Linked DNA regions of Zea mays: region 2 is linked to region 1. A link is a contact called in public Hi-C data. All regions are on one chromosome and are shown on one strand. The core of a region is the stretch at or near the end of the contact, and the rest is flanking DNA. Distances in the headings are between cores, read along the strand shown.

Region 1 (2,512 bases), core at 10-2,509:
ATCAGTACAAGGCCTGGGCTTCACTCTCTTTGTCCGTTCAAGCTTTCAGCGAATGGATGAAATGAAAACTACACCTCCTCATTGCCCTTCGTGTTCGCTGACACCATGGAACGAGCTGATCATTCGGCGATGTAGCCATCAGTTGTTCCAGACCCAGCTTTCTTAGGTGTTAGGATGAGACACCAAACATAGATTTGTCTTATCATTTAGTTCTAATCTGTATAATTAGTTTTAGAATTTTAGAATATATTTAATACTTCTAACGAACATCCAAACATTCGATGTGACATGAACTAAAAATAAACTAAAAACCATTTAGAATTGTAACTTTCAGCCTGTTCGGTTGACTTTAAACCGTACTTTCTTCTACTGTTTTTACAATGTTTTGTCTCTATAGATTATAGTTGTAAATGCATGTAGGGTGCGATAAACTAAATTTTACATTGTAAGGTTTAAAGATCAGATCAAATTGGAATTAGATCTATTTATATTCATTTTTAAAATAAAATTTAGTTAGGGTATTATTATTTTGTAAAGAAGTATTTGAATCGTGATCATTACCACTCCTACTCGTGAGGGGTGATTTTGTTCTTTAAATACTAAAACAGTACTCCCTCTGGTTTCCTATTAGTTGTCGTTTTGGATAAGGTTCGAGTCAAACTTATAAAATTTTGACTACAAATAACTATTTCGTTATTTAGTTTTGGAACCTAATATTTATATGCACCAATTTATCATAAAAAGTACTTTTATAAAAGTATAAATATATTAAGAGTTTATTTGTATTTTAACAAAAAATACTGGTCAAAGTTATATTTTGGAGACCATGTCGTTGTCCTAAATGACAACTAATAGGAAACCGGAGGGAGCAGGTACATAATAATCCTGGCCCGGCACACATTGATTTTCGAGATTTTCAGAGGATCCTAGCCCAATGCAGGCCGAGGTACGACTGGCAAACAACCGAGCGTAGGCATGAGGGACGCGGGTCCTCTGAATTTATGCATTTGTGCAGTTGTGTCACTGCACGTGGGACCCAGTTCTGCTCAGTCCCGCGTGTCAGTGACCCATCCACAAATTCAGAGGATCTCAATCCAGGCATGAGGCGGCGCGCGCCGAAACGAGCAGGCAACGTGCCACCGGGCACCCACCACGTGTAGGCTAGGGCGCCACACCCCCCTCCTGCGCCAGCCACACGAGCCGTCGCCCGATGCACCCGCACCACGTAAAAAGATGCACACGTCTCGGTCGCCCGCTCGACGCACCGCACACCCTAGCATAGGAGGCAAAGAAGTACAGAGGGAGGAGGCGGGCAGCAGATACGCGGCGTGACAGACACCCAGGGCCAGGAAGGGTGCTGTTTATCCATGCTGCTCCGGCTGAAGATCGTCGTCGGCGTCCACTCGGTGGTGCTCCCGGTTCCTGTTCCAGGCGGCTATGGCCATGGCGCCTGCTACGCGGCAGTAGAGCCCTGCTGGCGCCGCAGCCGGAGGCCAGCGCTAGCGGCGGCGGGTGGCCTCGTCGCGAGGCGGCCGAGGCAGAGCGCCACGGTGGTGATGGCGCTGAAGGAGGAGCCGGAGGGCAGCAGCCGCCGCGGCTTCGCCGGCGGCGGTCCGAGCTGGGACCCCGGGCTGGAGATCCAAGTCCCCTTCGAGCAAAGACCGGTAACCCCAGATGCTATGTCTAGTAATTCAGATGACTGATTTGTGGACATTATTTCATATTTCCAAACGTTTTTTTTTTTTTGTTTTTGTTTTGGTGCAGGTGAACGAGTACTCTGCTCTCAAGGATAGCGCCCTCTACTCGTGGGCGGAGCTGAGCCCAGGGTCCTTCTTCCTCCGCCTCGGCGGCCTGTGCCTCGTGACCTTCACTGTGCTCGCGGCTCCAATTGCCGCCGCAAGCTTCAATCCAGGAAAGGTGCGCCGAAATTCGGATCCCCAGCCTTCTCTGCATACGTACGTCCCTGTGATTTTAGCTTGGCCATTTCTTCCTTGGTCTCTGAAATTCTGCCCAAAGCCACGCAGGATCCACTCAAGTTCGTGCTAGCAGCTGGGATCGGGACGCTGCTTCTGGTGTCACTGGCGGTTCTCAGGATATACCTGGTAAGGACATGATCGAGAGAAGAATTGGTGGTGTCGACTTTGCCGACGGATTAATTTGTTCTCAGCTTGTGCTAGTCTTGACTTGAGCTAGCGCCGTCTACCGTGTCCCTGTGCAGGGGTGGAGCTACGTTGGTGATCGCCTGCTGTCAGCGGTGGTACCGTACGAAGAAACCGGATGGTACGACGGCCAGATGTGGGTGAAGCCACCAGAGGTGAACAAAAAACAAACAAACATGATTCAATGGCCACCAAGATATAGCTAGTTGCACAGATAGATCATGTTTACACTTCTGCATTTCCATTGAACTACAGGTGTTGGCCCGTGACAGGCTCCTGGGATCTTACAAGGTACTAACGCAAATTCTTTTGGCACCCCGCCCCCAAACAAAGCACACTTCATTTGTGGTAAG
Region 2 (2,512 bases), core at 4-2,503, 160 kb before region 1:
TTCCTCCGAAATAAATTAAATTTGAAAACAAAACCATATGCAATCCCTAATCCAACCCCATGTCCCCACTTCACTTTAATATGTCAACTATAGAAAGCGTGAAGATGGGAGTACTGTCCTCCATCCTATTTATAGAAATTCTACATAAGCAGAGAACAGAAATTTCAATACATTGCATAACGACCGGTGTTGCAGTAAAGCTGTGCTTCTTTGATACTCAAAAGGCACTGCGTGTTGCAGCTATTTTTAGCGAATTGGCAGCATAGATCTTTACAGTTGAAAGAACTACCACAACTGTAAGCTTCCTATGACAAGTTGACAACTTAAAGCACACACAACCATAATGCCGATAACTAGGAGATTGTGGAGAAACAAACAAGAGCAAGCCCCAAATCCAAGTATCACAGAACCAGAATTCCAGAAATGGCCAGAGGCACCGGTAAAAAAAAAGCATCACACGTGCGTACGTTCTCATGGTCCATGTGGCGCAGCAGCTTGATTTCCCTGAGCGTCCGCTTGGCGTCGATGTGGTTGTCGAACGCATTGCCAACCTTCTTGATCGCAACCTCCTCCCCTGACTGCGAGTTGACAGCCGCGCTGAAACGAGGGAACAGCCCCCAAAATTACTTAGTACAAGATTAGCACATCTACGGGCTATGCAGACAAACTTTGCGGCAGTGACTCGTCTCTCCATAAATCTTTGCCTAAACCGCCACAGCCGCACCAAATCTACACGCGCAACCACGGCGCGTAGGCAGAGCAAAGACAGCAGCTCGATTTGCCATCACCAGCGGGGGGAGTGGGGAAGGAAGGGGAGGGGGAGGGGACGCACCAGACAATGCCGTAGGCGCCGCGACCGATGGGGCGGATGGGTGGGGCGTACTTGGAGGAGACCTCGAAGAGGTTTCCGTACACGTTGTACAGCACGTAGCGGCCCCCGTGCGTCGCCATACCCTTGATCTGCGCTCCACCGCCGCCGCCGGAGGAATCCATGGTTCCTTTCGCCTCCTTCCTCGCCTCTCTGGAAGGGGGCGTGGAGGAGGGACCTAGGGTTATGGGGCTAGGGTTGGTGCAGCTTGACCAGCGTCTAGTCGTTGATGGGCGGCCTCAAGGACTGTAGTGGAAGAAGCTTCCCTCCTTTTGACTTGGGCGGCGACTGGGGAATGGGGATGGATCCGGAGCGCAACGAGGAGGAAGGAGGTGGAGCGGTGTTTGGGGGAAAACACCTCATGTTTTTTTTTATTTAAAAAAATTATATTCTACGGAGTACATTTGTATTTCCTACCCCCTCGCTTTCTCTTCCGAATTATAAGGTACTTTATTTTCTTAGAAAAAACCAAAATAATGTAAATTTATTTTAAAAATATAATAAAATAAATGATTTAAGTGTTTTAAACAATCAGAATATACCTTATGATTTGAAATGGGGGAATACGTGGTCATGAACCTGCCACATATGATCCAGTGAGGTAGCCGGTGACATGACCTTGTTGCGTACTAGGTGTAGCGTCATCATTAAGTGACGGAAACATAAATGGTTGGGAGAGAATAGGATTCTAGTTCACTAATGATCAAGTATAAATAGAGCTCTACTTTCTGGTTTTAAGTTTTATCCTTGAACTTATTATTTTGCTGATGAAGCGATTCTATTGAGGAGCATATGGTAAAGCAATTCTGATGGTGATTGAACTGGGAGCAAATAAAAAGTGGGTTCTCTTTTTAACTTGTAGCTTGTAAAGTAAATATAGAAAGGGCTCTATATAATAATCAGTTCGAAGCATGATCCTACCAATTAAGCTCTCAAGTTATGGTGTCTATAGCTATTTCTCAGAGCAAACAATGAAAAAATAATACAGTACAGTACATGCTAAGAGTTTGGAATTCAACTTACAGTCGTACAGAAAGCAAGAAATACCTTCATTTCCTTACGCGGTGCATTGACCCGTTTACTCGTCAGCATGATATGGGATCAGCATCAGCAGCCAGAAATGTCAATCTGCGATGCGCTTGACAATTCCAACTCCCAAGCAGTTGGCATGGAGGGTTTCTCTTCTCTTGGGGGCATGGCGCTGTGCCTTTCAACCACCTCTTGACCTTGCTAAGAGCCACACGTTTCTTCCACGGTCGATGTCAAGGCATGAAGATGGTGTGGATCCATCATATATAGGACGATCTGTGTGAAAGCTCGTCTGGCCGAAATCCGAAGTAATATGAAATCACGAGCTTGCATGCGCCCTGATCAATGTGAGGCCATCGCTATCGCATTCTCTACTTTAAACTATACTCTATAAACAGTGTCAAACATTATCATCTACGATGTTATCTATGTAAGAATTTCAATTAAGCTCACGACTATTAAAATTTTCTAGGTCATAAACTTTTAAATTTATTCATCATAGATTTATACATCTTAACTTTAAACATAACGTGACATATATACAGTCATGCACCAATGCGGTGTTCAAATTAAATTTAACCCATTCTTCTTGTTTAGCTCCCTCTCTTCATCAGC

What was found. A called contact is a pair of places that touch in the nucleus more often than the background predicts.
Region 2: a Hi-C map of leaf shows a contact between it and region 1, with 7 times the contacts expected there. The contact joins the promoter of LOC542144 here to the promoter of LOC100278439 in region 1. A contact is called at or near these places in 2 of 25 Hi-C or Micro-C datasets (both in leaf).

Annotation. Positions count from the first base shown.
Region 1 is chr9:130,680,209-130,682,720 of Zm-B73-REFERENCE-NAM-5.0, reverse strand. LOC100278439 reads left to right here and starts at 1,259. Exons shown (of 7, transcript NM_001151717.1): 1 at 1,259-1,664; 2 at 1,765-1,917; 3 at 2,025-2,102; 4 at 2,219-2,314; 5 at 2,415-2,450. The coding sequence starts at 1,368.
Region 2 is chr9:130,843,100-130,845,611 of Zm-B73-REFERENCE-NAM-5.0, reverse strand. LOC542144 (salt-induced MAP kinase 1) reads right to left here and starts at 1,253. Exons shown (of 7, transcript NM_001111769.2): 1 at 833-1,253; 2 at 468-597. The coding sequence starts at 993.